Regions from separate parts of the Sus scrofa genome. Here region 2 is linked to region 1. The links are chromatin contacts, called in public HiChIP or PLAC-seq maps. All regions are on one chromosome and are shown on one strand. The core of a region is the stretch at or near the end of the contact, and the rest is flanking DNA. Distances in the headings are between cores, read along the strand shown. Region 1 overlaps LOC102158457 (a long non-coding RNA gene). Region 2 overlaps NEBL (nebulette).

What was found. HiChIP or PLAC-seq counts read pairs in DNA pulled down with a chosen protein or histone mark.
Region 2: a contact with region 1 is called in an H3K27ac HiChIP or PLAC-seq map of alveolar macrophages. The contact joins two enhancer-like sites. A contact is called at or near these places in 2 of 2 datasets of contacts at active chromatin or transcription factors (alveolar macrophages and skeletal muscle).

Annotation. Positions count from the first base shown.
Region 1 is chr10:53,319,784-53,326,881 of Sscrofa11.1, forward strand. LOC102158457 (a long non-coding RNA gene) reads right to left here. Exons shown (of 3, transcript XR_001299330.2): 3 at 6,191-6,330. Among named protein-coding and RNA genes, the nearest start is that of SKIDA1, 6.8 kb to the right of the region's middle. Within about 2 kb of position 3,523, at least 76 of the 83 cell types and tissues checked have an H3K27ac peak or open chromatin away from gene starts, as enhancers often do. A contact at or near this core is called in alveolar macrophages and skeletal muscle, where this site is marked.
Region 2 is chr10:53,744,649-53,751,746 of Sscrofa11.1, forward strand. All of the region lies in intron 3 of NEBL (nebulette), which reads left to right. Among named protein-coding and RNA genes, the nearest start is that of C10H10orf113, 100 kb to the left of the region's middle. Within about 2 kb of position 2,458, at least 41 of the 83 cell types and tissues checked have an H3K27ac peak or open chromatin away from gene starts, as enhancers often do. A contact at or near this core is called in alveolar macrophages and skeletal muscle, where this site is marked.

The DNA.
Region 1 (7,098 bases), core at 2,273-4,772:
GTTTGGTTAATCTTGCGTTTGCCTTCATAGCTACTTCATTTGCTATAAAATTGATATACACTGGCTGTATTTACATTTTGGGGAAAAGCACCACTTAATTACCAACAGAAAAATACCTAAAAGATGCTTTTAGATCCTCTAGGCATTACATAAACCTCAATGATGTTTCAAAATTGGACTATTTTTTTTCCATGATGCACAATACTTAAAGGTGTTACACTTTTGACTTTTCAGAGTATCATCAATATAATTGAAGGGCAGGAGTATAAGGTCCATGTTCCCATTTTTTAGCTGACACTGAAGATTTGCATTTCTGTTATAATTAAAGTGTGATTAAAGTGACATATTTAAGTGTCTGTTTATAGGATACAATAAGGTTATCTGAGTGAAAAGATTCTGGACATGGAAAAGAGGAAAATCAGTTTTTGAAATGGAAGAGGACCTTGCAAGAAATCAAACATACCTTAGATTCAAAAAAAAAGAAGAATCAGAAATTAAACTGAGTTGCTAAATACCATTAGGACCAAAGAAGATTACTTTTTAAGATTTAAATGTTTTCCTCTTTGAAAGGGGCCACTGCTGACCAAATTCAGAAACAAGCTCAAGAATATGTTAATTAACTGCATTGTGTCCCAGAAAGAATGAGATTGACAAATTCATTTTTTTATTCCTTCAATCTATAAACTGTTTGCCTAGTACATCTTGGATTTTTTGGATCTATAATGTATATATTTACCTCTTGATTGTACAGTAACAGTGCCAAGGACCACCATGGCCTCATAGGGTGAATCTTAGGAAGCTTAACATTCCTGGCGAATTAAACACACAAGCCTACGATCACTTTTTGTCAGTCCTCACTGTGGCACGTAAGAGCCAAACTGGAGGCAATTTTTATATGGTGGCAATTTACCCCAATTAAAAAAGCCATGATCTTTAATGCAGGCACAAGTGGAAAGTATAATGACAGAAAACTAAAGAAAGGTATTACAAAGGCTAACCTGGAATGTTACTTGTGCCTCTCCATCCCCACCCCCATTCATGCCCTTTTTTCCGCCCATTTGCTGTTTTTCTCACAAGTATATCATGACTTGTAACATATTTTTTAAATTTAAATGAAACCCCCCAAACGCTTGAAACACTAAAAGATGTAAAAAGATTCACCTTCTACAACCAACTACATAGCAGATAAACCTACAAAGCTATTCTAAATATTCAAAGGCTTATAAATAAAAAATGTAAATTGAATCCAAGTAGTTGGGGAGGGGGACTATGGGAGGATGAGTGTGGAAGGAATGAACAGATTGAGACTAATTTTCAACACCAATTTTTTTTCTGTTCAAACCTTTCCATAATTCCACCTCCAGTAATTCCTTATATAAGAATATCTCCCTATACTTCGAAATAACTGAATGATTTCCATGAGGAAATGCAAGTTTAGGAAGAAGATCCGCAAAATGAAAGTGTTAAAAATGCAAACCACTTCTATAGCATTTCAAATGCAAAATCACAACCACCACTACCTTTAACTCACTCTTAAGGGTTCTTTTCAAACAGATGCTATTTATGAACATCATCTGTTAACTTCTTTCTTGTAATTCAAAACTCTTGTCAAATGATGTTTTCATGATGACGCGTATATATAATATTCCATTAGAGATCAATTCTAATTGGTTTTTAAAAATCCACCTTGGGAAACAGTGCTGTATAATATACAGAGTAGTAATGGGTATTTTAGAAGGAATTTCCGCAAAGTCTATTATAAATCTAAGTCGAAATTACTCTCTTGCCCTAATAAGGTTTGGGCCAAAGGATTTGAAATTATTTCTTCATGAGTTTTCACGCACGATGACTTTGGTCTTGTCTTCAAGACTCTCGAGCACTTGTTGGAAATCTTCGTTTTTTAAAAACCGTGACGCTTGCCAGAAATATTTTTTCCACAAGCCTCACAAAGGAAAACAGGCAGAGTTTCGTAAGTGGCTTACAATTCTTTCTTTCCAAAACGTGATATAAAAGCAAATGACAAGTTTTTCCCTTTGAATTTCACTGTTATTTTGAAAATGCATTTCACGTTAAGAAACCATGCCTGTTTTTGTTAGGGGTAGCTCAAACCAGCCTTTTAAAATCAGACTCCTTGTATACAACAAAGAGCTGAATAATAACAAATAGAGACAGCGAAATGTGCTTTTCCGAACTCCTTTGAATCCCGACATTCATTTACGAATCTATACATTTAAAGAGATTTAAAATAGGTTACGATCGGCTCTAACTTTCCAGATCCAGAAAAAAATTTGCCCGCATTTGTCTCTATCTAGTCATCACTTTACAAACATCTATCTATGCTGCTTTCCCTCTTCTTTTCACGTGGAAGTCGCAGGCTTGCCCAGCTTCCTCCAATTTAGCAGCACGTTGTGAAGCCTCCTTCCTACGCGGTCTGGAGTTGGGAACCACTCGCGATCGGACACACTGATCATAAAACTTGCGGCGCCGACCAGACCCGGCCCGAGCGATGGAGTTCGGGGAGGCGGGGTGGGGGCCGAGCCCGCCCGCTGGACCCCTCCCTCGGGAAGGACGCGCTCGGCGAACAGCGGCGCGCGGGCCGAACAATGGGGGCGGCCGGGCGAACGCGGCCGGGATCCCGCTTCCTCTGTGGCGCCGGCCGCGCGCTCGGCCCCCGCCCACCACGGCCCTCCCCGCCCGCGGTTTCGCGCTAGCACTGCCCGCCGCTGCCTTCCTCCCAAGCTCCGCGGCTCGCGGCCCGGCCGGAACCGGCGCTCGCCCCGCCGCCGCCGCCGCGCGTCTCCTTCCTATCCCCGGCTGGCCTTCCTTCCTCCGGCTGCGACACCGAGGCTCTTCCTTCGGCGACTCCAGCTTTCGCTGCGGCCGCTTTCCCGCTATTTCCTTAACATATTTTCTGAATTTCTCCTTTATTTTCAGAAGTGATTGAGATGTCTCACTTCCACCTTACTTTTGATTTGCTCTTTCCCTCTGGAAAAGATTCCCCCAGGAAAGCCAAACTCTAGAAGGAAATACAGCAAATCCAGTGAAATCTTCAACTTTAAGTACATCTTGTATTCTTTTAATTTTAATGCGTTTATGTCGTCTAACCTGGCAAAAGAACTCTCCCCTCAGTTTTTATTTCCTCCTTTTAAATACTGTTATTTTCAACTTTCCATCAAATGCATTTTGACGAGGGCTGAGAATGTGTCCGGCAGCACGCAGCAAATCAGAGGTTTTATCTTACGCCTCCTGGGACGGTAAAAAAGTGGAACGCGGACGAGGGAGCTTCTAGGGAGGAAAAGCAACACAACTCGCTGAAGACGAAGCCGGGCCAGGCGGGGGGAGGCGCAGCGGGGGTGTCGAGGGCCCTCGGGCTCCGGGCAGGGGAGCTGGTCTGGGGAAGAGAGGAGGTTTTAAATAGCGGGGGCCGGGAGGGCGGTGGGCCCGCGCATGACAGTACTTTATGAGAAAGGATGGGGCAGCGGATGAGATTACTTTGCCTTCTCATCCCCCAAGAAAAAACTAAAGTTGGAGGGAGGCGGAGAGAACAGCCATCATTATTTCCTCCCCACGTTTCCGCGGAAGGGCCGGGGCTGCTGCGGGCAAGGAGAGGGCGCGGGTCGAGGCGGACCAATAGCAGTCAACAGGTCCAGGCCGCGGCCGGGCAACGGGGCCGGGCCGCCCGGCACCCCCCCCCCTCGTCTCCCCTTTCCCCCCTTTCCCCTCCCCTCCCCCGCAGGCCCGGCCCGGCAGGGGAGGCCGGCTCTGCACTCCCCGCCCCACTCGCCCCGACTGCGGCCTCCTCGGCCGGGACTCTCGGGGTGGGGGTGGGGCGGGGGTTCCCTGCCGGAGAATCCTCCCCCGGGGCTGGCGGCAGGGGGAGGGGATGGAAATCGGGGAATGGAGGATTAAGAAGGACTCGAGCTCGGCACGAGCGCGGCCCGCGCGAGGGATCCTGGGTAAAAAGTGGCCGCGCGGCACTGGGAGAGCGCGGAGAGGAGCCGGGGTCAGAGGTCAGGGCCCTGGAGCCCTGCGTGCGGAGCCCCCCACGTGAACGCTGCGAGCTGGAGGAACCTTTTTGTTTTCCACCGCGCCAGCATGCTCCCCTATTGACCGAGCTGCTTTTCCCGGGCCGCTGGAGAGAGAAGCTCCATCCCGGATCTCCAACCCCACCCCCCTTCCACCGCCAACACACAACCCAACTCTACCCTTCCTCTCAACTCACTTCCCAGCCCCCCGTACCGGGCTTGCAATAACGCAGTAAATTTGCTTTAACAACAAGTGGGGGTGGTTGCATTTACTCCTCCCTCTCCTCTCTCCTCCCCCTCCTCTAGCTGCGGCTCTTGACACTACTACAAACCAGGACTATAAACATAAACATGTGTCACTGTAACTGGGCAGGTAATATACGGATTTGGGAGTGGGGTGGAGGGGGGGCTTGGTCGCCGCTTGGGGGGCAGTTAAAATGTGTTTCACGTGCTCGCCGGCTTTGGGGGCTCCCCCACACACACCGATCCATTTATATAATGCCGATGGCACTCGGTCACTTACTCATTCAGCCACACAGACCCACAAAGGCGGACTTGCCGATAACCACCGTACCCAAAAGCAAATACATTTAAATACGCCTCTCCTTTCCCAGCCACCACTGCCATTTCTTCTTTTAGCAAGCAGTAGCGTCAATACTTGAATCCCCTTTCCTTTTAAAAAATTCTAGTCCACATTTAGCAATAGAGAACATTTTTCGAACTAAACAGGACGCCGCTCTCTTCCCATAGACAGTAACCTACACATTTTGTGCACAGAAATCCTTTCAAAAAGCAAGTCAGGCTATTTAAAAGTAAGGCTATTTAAATGACTGAGTTCGAAATCTGTAATGTAAAGCCTCTTTCTTGGGCTTTCCCTTCCTGCATTTAGCAACTTCTGCTCTAAGTTGCTGCGGCTGGAGCTGGAGATTCGCCACAGCCAGCCTTATTATTATTATTATTATTTAGTCTATATTTACTATATTTATTGCCGCCCATCTTTTTTCTCTTTCAGCAAGCCTAGCAACAACTGTTTACGGTAGAGTAAAGCGAATCCCCTCGCAAGCTTTTTGGCTTGAAACGGAGGGAGATTCAGAAAATGTTCAGATGGAGAAGTGGTTCCCTTTGTTCTTTCATTGTTTCTCTACGAACTGGTGGATACAAGGACAAACACTTACCTTCTCTTCTTTTTGCTCCCCAAACCAGACGTTCCCATCAGCCTTAAAATACACAATCCACCTTGAAAGTAACTACGAATGTCGGGAGAGTTTGTATTCCATTCTTTTTCGCTCTCTGCCCTCTTTTAGCGTAGGATTAAGTTGCCGAGCACGTTGCTGCAAGCTGTAGCCCCCCGCCTTAGTGAATCGGTCACGTTTAGGACCCTCTAAGTCCATCCTAATTCTGCCAGTAGAATTGAGGGTATTGGAGCTCTAAACTTTCAAAAAGAAAGGGGCCTGCAACTGTCCAGAAAACTTACGTATCCCTTGAAATTTTTTACACTGTGTGTTTGTACCACAACACCAAATAGAATTTGCCAAGAAATATTAGGTATTTCTTCAAGGAAAGTTTTTTGGGTTTTTTTTGTTTTGTTTTGTTTTGTTTTAAGTTTCTGCTTAGCAATGCGCTGCTTAGAGGAGTAAAAAGGCAGTTGTATGGACATTTAATGGAACGAGTGGGTTTTCCATGATGTTTGCTGTGCCATGTGTTTTTCAAAACACTACTGGCACTGAGAAAGGAAGCAAAGAGAAATTTGAATTATAACATTGCGGGAATGACTTAAAGAGAGGTGCTTACTTGAAATGTACTTGTGTAAAAACTGGCCTCAGAAGGGAAAAAGGAGCTTTTCAAAGTTGAAAGACAATTTTCACTCTATGATTCCATAATAAAAAAAGTGACTCTTCTGGTTAGCCTGTGATATGTGTCAATGTTTAGTGCCCAGGCTGGTGGGCATCACTGCCCAAACCTTGTTAAAATCTGATTATGATGTGATTTGTTGAAGTCATGAATATGAAATGATCCTTGTGTATCCATAAATGTGAACTTGGGGTTTTTTGATCTCCCGCTTTTTTGTGTGCGCCCAGTAGCTGCAGCCGTGGAAGGCGGTGATTGGCTCCAGTGCTCCTAGAAGGATTTGGGCTAAAGCCAGGGAACAGAACCAGAGGATTCCCCTTCCAGAGACCAGCAGGCCCCACATGTCTTATCTCTCCCTTCTCCCCTCATGGGTGCTCAGAATTTCACTGTGGCTCCAGCAGCCTGTAGGTAGGCCTCAGCACTTAGTGTCATCACTTCAGTTTCTACACATTTTATCCTGGTGGGAAATAAAGAAAAATTGGGGTAACCCAAATAAATTGCGGATCTTGAGATTTGTGTAGTATTTAATATACCAACGTTGAACTCTACTTTCTCAGATTTTTTTTTTTTTTCCTACATTCAGGATCAATTGTGAGAGGCCCTGATGTCTCAGAGGAAAATATTGCAACAAAACAAGATAATTGGGGGAAAGGCGGCTGCAGTAAGAAAAGTGGCTTTTCTTTGATAACGTTTAATTGGAATTAAAAGATTCTTGAGCTGTAAACATTCTTTGTTTATTCAGCACACATAAGCAGGCATTGTTTTATCACCATCATAATTATGGTGTCCTTTAAACTGGTTGATAGCAGGAAAGATAAGGGAATGTGCCTGTAGATTCACATCAGGTCTTGCTCCTTTCTTTCTTTTCCTTCCTCCCTCCCTCCCCTCTGTCTTTACTACCCTCCCCCCCATTCCTTCCTTGGTCACTAGGGTCCCCCACAGCCCTTGAGATGAGGAAAGCAGGGAAGATTGTGGCCTAACCATTTCTTACATCATGAAAGTGATTTGTACCACACCTAATTTGATGCCATCTATAACCTTCTTGTCTCCCATGTTTATAACTGCTTTTTAGCTTGCAATATGTGTTATCTGAAGAGTTGCCTATTGCTCACCTGTATAAAATCTTGTCCACTAGGGTTTGTTGCTTTACCTTTGTCTAATTTAGAAAGCATACTCTTAGGGCTTTTTCAGAACAAAGCCTCACAAAAACCCCTTTACCTCCAAG
Region 2 (7,098 bases), core at 1,208-3,707, 420 kb after region 1:
ATAGCTTTTTATTTTTTTTTTTTTTTTTGCTTTTTTTCACTGGTGATGCCTGCATTTTAGAGGAGATTTTGTGAAGAGGAGCTTTTTCAGACAACATTGTCACCGCCAAACATACACAATTGAATTCTGAATGTAAAGAAACCAAGGTAGGTCAGGAAAAGGCTAGAATGGCTTGAAAAAAACCACCAATCTGATGGTCAAAGTCAAATGTCTTTAATATATCAGAGTCAGTATATACATACACATTCGAGAGAATTTCAGGTTACAGTGCCTTTTGTTGTTTGTAGCAACAGGAGTGAAACCAGAATTCGCACATATGATATGCATTTTTTTTTGTTTTTTGTTTTTTTGGAATTCTTGATTCTTTGGCCTACTTCTGGCTTATTTATAGATATTCATAATAGAATCAAGAACTGAAAGCGTTTGTCACATACCTAAGGTTTATCACCTTACACGGATTCTTCCTCAGTCCTTTTATCTAAAATGTCAAAGTAGCTGAAGCAAAGGGGACGTCGTATGCAAAGCAGACCTGAGCGACCCTTTTCCTACCTTCCTCATGTGATTGTACCTGTGTAGACAGTGACCTCAGTGCTCTTGTGATTAGAAAGGCCCTGTCTGAGAACCTTTTATCTCCACAGCAGGATGTATGCTGCCCGAGTCGATGCTGGAAACCCATGACTTCCCTCCTCAATCGATAATCATTGATTGAGTGGAGTTGGATTCAGAGCTCTGTCTCAGATACCGCGAGGGTAGAGTCATAGTTTCTGTCTTTGAAGCCTAATCGCATTCAGAAAGGAGTTCAGATGTGCCTGCTATGACATGGTTCCGTAACAAAAGCTTCTTTCAGCAACCCCCTGGGAAGCCAACCTAAGGAACTGACTGAAACTTTAAAGAAGTGGTGGGGAGGAGCTGGAGAGCAGGCACGTGGGAGGGCAGAGGGACAGGTGAACAGGAGCACGACGTGACGAAGGCGTGGGCTTCACCCCCAAAGCTGTCTCCGGCCGCAAGGGTGTGGGCCGTCAGTCAGGAGGAGAGTCTGTGCTCCGGAGGGTGAAGCTCTGGAAAGTAGTGATGAGGTCCCCAGTCAGGGGCGTGAACAAGCAGTTGAAAACTCATGGTCTAGGGACTTTATGAAATGCAAAGCTTGGAGAAATTAAAGACGTCCAGTGTGAGGAAGTGAAGAGGCTGGATCAGAATGGTGGCTGTGAAAAGAGGGAAGTAAAACTTAGAGTCACTTTGGGAGACCATTCGACTCTAGGGATAAGCTGGAAACATAATAAAGCCATAGAGTGAAAATATCTGTGCAGGTATTATCCTCGTCGAGGTGGGTTCGATCTGAGACATTTTAAATTAGAGAAGAAACTCTGACTAGTGGTGGGAAACAAACCTGATTAATCACCTTTTAAATCGTCTGTGGATTTATGATTTTAGAAGTTCATTTGTATAATAAAATACAAATATCATTGAAGAGATCTTTGACGTGGTATATATTCTACAGTTAGGATAATTTTGTAGGCTTTCATTTAGTAGGTGGTAAATAAAAGCTGGATGACTAAATTCTGGTGTTTATCTTGCCCAGTAATCTTCAGTTCTATAAGATTTTTTTTTTTTCCTGGCTAACACACAAAGCTCTGCTATAATTGTTTGGGAATAATTTTTTGTGACGCATGTTAGTAAGACTATTGTCAATTGCCATTTAAAGGAACAATGTTTCATCAACATAAAAAAAAATCTCCTTCCCACATCAGGAATATTTTCCTCTTGTTTAAAAAGTACCTACTTCTTTTTAGAAGTTGGCATTTACACTGAGCTAGTACTGCTTTTCTTCTGGAAAAGAAAAAAAAAATACACATAGAAAAACCCAACTAACCAAACAAATCACCTTGATTACTACCTACAGAGAAAAAGAGCTGCCTTTATTTTTCTCTTTTGTGCATGTTTTTAGATCAATCCATGTCTGAGAAATAGTTGTTAGGCAACTGTTTAGATATAGAGCCTGGGTACATCCAATTGCTAACTAACAGAGCAGGGAAACCGGTCCATGTTTTCTATTGGGAAACAAAGCCTATGACTATTAAAAAGAAAAAAAAAAAAAAAAAAAAAAAAGGCAGTGTTGAAAGAGTGTGTTCATTTGCCAAGGACCTTGAAGCTTCTCCAGTCTTCTGTCATGTGGGGTGCTGTTGGTCACTTCCTGATTACTGACAGTGGTGTTATTTTCCTGGGTTTTTGTTTCCCTGGAGTATCTCTGAGAAGACCGTATATTACACTGCAGATCATTTACTCTGGTAGACCATGAATTATGTCCCCCTCAGGACTTGGAAAAACTTTGGGAAGAACAATCCGTGGGCTGTGTTTCACTCTGCCGCTTCCTGGGCTCGCCCTGCTACACCGGCTCTGAGCACGTTCCCTGGAACGGGTGTGACTCGGGCGCCTGCTCGGCTCCGTTCGCGCCAGTCTTTCCTCGTGCCAAGTCCCTCTCCTCCCCCTGGAATGTGGCAGCCAGGCCGTGTCAGCTTTGGGGCAGCTGGCCGGCCCTGGTCGGGTAGGGGCTGGTGTCCAGCTCTGGCTTCACACTCGCTTTCTCCTGACAGCCGTCACCGCTCTGCCATCGTGCCTGTGACTCTCTGGAGGGCAAGTGGGACCTGTCCTTGCGGGCTCGCCACCTCTCGCCTGTGCTTCCTGTGCTTGTCCTCTGCCCTTGGCTCCCGACATGGACACGCAGGACTGTCTGACCACTGCCTTCCTCTCCCCTTCGTTGCACCCGCTTTCCCTTTGGTGGATCAGCTTCCTTCCAGGTCTTTGTCCGTCTCCTAAGGGGCCGAGCATCCAGAAAGCCTGGTGTCCCTGTGAAGCTGTTCCTTCCTTAGATCCATTCTGGGATATGACTTTCTTATTTCAAGAGCCTTTTTTTTTTTCTGCCTGCCGTAAGTATTTGACCTTTCCATCTCCACATATTCAGAGTTTAGATGAAAACAGATTCTAGAGCCACTTGATCTTTTTCTGCAGATATTTCACTCCCTCCTTTGCAAATGCTGATCTCTGGGTCACTTGTGTCCTTAGAAATGGCTTCTGCCTCTTCAGAGACCTGAGGTTGGCAGGAGGTCAGCGTCCTGCAACTCTTTGTAGACAGGGATGGCGATAGGCTTTGGCCAGAAAAAAAAATCGCTTTTGATGGAGGATGTGAGTAAAACCAGAATTTTCTATAGTGCAGCATCCAGCACTAAGTCAAACCACCTGCTTCAGTTGTAGCTCTGGGCCCCCTGTGTGGCCGCTCACAAGGGTCACGCTAGGGCTAAACCAACACTTCACAGCAGAATGATCGTAAATCTGTCATGGTGGCCACAGCACTCTTCGGTCCCCTCTGCCTAGTGGCCAGAGTCCCTTCTGGGTTAGAGATTCACCAATGGCAAGGATGGGGACGGCTGACATCGAAAATGTAACAATTCATGGCTGCAGTTAGAGCTTAATTTCCTTAAACCTTTCATCAGGGAAGGAAGCACTTTATAGTAAATGGCTGTATTGCCTGAAATCATCTGCCCGTGGAGTCTGCATTCTATTCCTTAGTCATTATGGTTTGCATCACATGATCTTTTCTCAAACATCAGCCTGGTGAACCAACGATGAAATTGCATTTCTTTGAATTAGAGTACGGATTATTATGGGAGAAAAAAGACATCGAAGGGGAAACGTTCATGTTTATGTTTGAATAAATGTGAAAGCTTAATGGCCTCAGAGGCAGTTAAAGTCGAGGTTGTAAGAGAACACGGGACGTGGGTACCTCATTGCTTTAGATGTGTCTCTGAATGAGTGCAGGCAACACACTCGCACTTTTCAAATCCCAGGTGTATAAATCCTGGACATATAATCGTTTGGTGTGTATTTATTGTGGAGGTTGGAAAACACAGCATCACTGATAGTTCTTATTTTTATCTCAAGGCTCTAACACACACGAGGCAATTGATCAATGACAGTTGAAATAAACTGGAAAAGTCTTTGCTCAGAGAGGGCCCCTGCTTTTTCTTGCTCCAACACACCTGGGTTCCTACATGGCTTTTGTATGGCTAAGAGACAGTTTTACACCTTTTTTTTTTTTTAGGGTCGCACCCAAGGCACATGGAGGTTCCCAGGCTAGGGGTTGAGTCGGAGCTGTAGCTGCTGGCCTACACCACACTGTAGCAACACCAGATCTGAGCTGTGTCTGTGACTTACCCCATAGCTCATGGCAATGCCAGATCCTTAACCCACCAAGCAAGGCCAGGGATTGAACCTGCGTTCTCATGGATACTAGTCAGATTCATCTCCTCTGCGCCACAACGAGAACTCCAAGGGAAGTTTCAGGATTGGGACCATTTTGGCGCTGCAGGTGGCAATGAACAGTTACAACAACAGCATGAGAAAGAGAGTCACTGATAGCTTGGGCTTGTTTATTCAGCTCTGACCCCAGGCCTTGCCTGACCTGAATATCCAGCTTGATCAGTGGTTGCAGGTAGCCAGCCTGGCCTTGCTGTCAGCTTCTGGACGCTGTTGTGAGTGTGACCCAGGTCCATCCTTGTCATTCTGCCATCTCACCTCAGCTGCCATCCTCCTTATGTGTATACTGGACAGATAAGAGTCACTTCATGAAAAATGAAGTGATCGAATTAAGTGACTTAATTAGGGCTAGTTATGGAATTGGGCTTTTCTAGGGTATCCGAGTTGACATGTTGCAGAGTGCTAGAAGCAAAGCCAGTTGGATTTGGAATGTAATCTGCAGAGAGATGGTATTATTGCTGTGTGCTTTATTATAATTTCTATTTTTCCTCACAGCCATCTGCTGTGTTATATATTTGTTTATTCTGATGTCAAGTATGAGACCTAGATAGAGCATTTTTATTACGCTACCGTTCCTCCTGCCTCTTCTAGCTGCACAGTTCTTGTAGCAGTCAGAGCCTGGGTTTCCAAATGCCCATATTGTCAGAGCTCCAGCAAGGATGGAAATCTTGCCTTTGTTTTCCCCGTAGATTCTAGATGAGTGAATGAGCGAGTGACTGGAGACAACATGAGATACTTGTGGGGGTGTACGGTGAGCCGGTCCCTGTGCCGAGGGCTTTTTGTAAGGTCTCGTTCAGGCTTCACAGTAGCTTCCTGAGGTCAGCAGGCCCATTCTCATTTTGCAGATGAGGAAGCTGTGGCTCAGAGAGCTCTCATAGGCGACCTGGGGTCACCCAGCAAGCGCGGACCCTTGCCAGCAGGTGGCCCCAGGACCCTCTGACCCTAAAGCCTGGGTTGTTATTTACCAGGCCAGGCCAGCTCTGTGCCGTTGTTATTATGAAGGACATCTTCGTGAGTTCGATACCGTATTATAGCAGTGCCGAGACACTTTCGGTCTGACATTCTCCAAGTTCTCTGCATGGGATAACATTTTTATATTTGGATTTTTAAAATCGTCATTTCTGGTAAATGTCTTATTCTTTTGTTTCATTTGTTTTTGTGGTTCTTTGACACTCAGTTTGGTTTATATCATTCCTAGAGCTTTTAAATACTTGTAATTGTTTGAATTATGTAATAACGTTTTGTTTACGTGTCAGTGATTTTAGCCGGTTTGGTTATTATGCGAACTGTGCTGATGATATTTCTTTGCTTTATCCATTGTAATTTATGTTGAGTAAATGTCCTCATGGTTTTTGAGCTAAACTGATTTTTCAGTTCTAATTCTAAATAGGCTCAGACCCCATATATACACGCTACTACTGATTGGAGTATGGCCATTTAATTTACTCTAAAACCAATAAAAGAAGGATAAATGATTCACATTTCAAAACCATGTTTTAAACTAGGTCTGATCATAGGAAATACTGAGTTGCATTAGAAACCTGATTTTTGGTGTAGCTGTATTTCACCAAATAATGGCAGAGAACCGGTCAAACACTTTAATATATAGTGTGTTGGAGAATTGGTCTCGCTACTCATAAATTCTTCAGGAGCTAATTGTTATTGGCAAAGATGTTTTGCATTTCATCACATCCTTTGTCTTTCTCTTCAGAGACAATCAGCAACCCAGAGCACTCCTTTACTCCGTGACTACTGTGGTGCTTCTTCCAGGGGCTCCCCAGCATCAGAGCAGCTGGAGCTGTGGTTCTGACTTTGCTCAGCACTGAGGAGAGCAGCTCACTAGCTAGGACCTGCTGAGCGAAGTGGACAGGGGGCAGGGGAGGTGCTGCAAGAGGGGCGGGATCACTGCCGGGGGTCCGGCAGGGCTCACTGGACGTTTCCATGTGTGTGCATGGCTGCACGCTTGTGTGAGCTTTATCCTGTGCTCTGTTGGTGCCAAAGAGGATTTAAGATCACTCTCAATGGAAAACACTTAGAGGATATTTATGAGTATAATGAGCAAGGAAGCAAGGCCTTTTAGAGGAGGAAGTGCCTTAATGGAGGACCCGACCTTGACAGGTGGTGGGCGAGATGGCAGGGCCTGGGAAATTGTGGGTGGAACAGGGAATGCGATGGATGTGTTGATTGACCATCAGCGGGGCAGTGACCCTGCAGAAAATCCAGAAGAGAGAAGTCCAGTTGTAAAGCACCTGAACAGCACACTAAGGAGGTTGAGCTTTGTCGTCAGGCATGGCGTGCCCTAAGTTCTTGGGCAGGGGAGCAACTTGCAGAAAGTGATGTTACAGCAAGATTAATCCGGCAGCAGAATGGACTGGATGGGGAGAGACTGGACGTAAGGGAGCCAAGTTAGGGAATGTTTGCTGTGATCAGAGTGTGTGATAACCACACAGATCATCAAGGGAAAGGAAAGGAGTGGGAGAGAAGGAGGCACCTTACCTAGAGGGATTGCATGGGAGGGAAAGGTGTCGGGCTCTCAAGTTTCTGTGGGAGGAGCTTCCAATCGACGTTGGACGTGGAGAGGAGCCCTTAGGCAATGCAGCTGGGCTGGATGCTGTGTTCACTGAGCGAGTTGCTGTTTTTACTGCGATTGAGTGCTGATTTGGTGTGGTTTGCCTGGTAGGGTGTTCCCTAGTGGAGACCGTGGCCACTTGCCTCCCTCCCCTGTACCCCTCGGGGGTGCAACTGGGAGAGATGGAGTCCCATGTGCCTGAGGCCCCTGAGACCCTC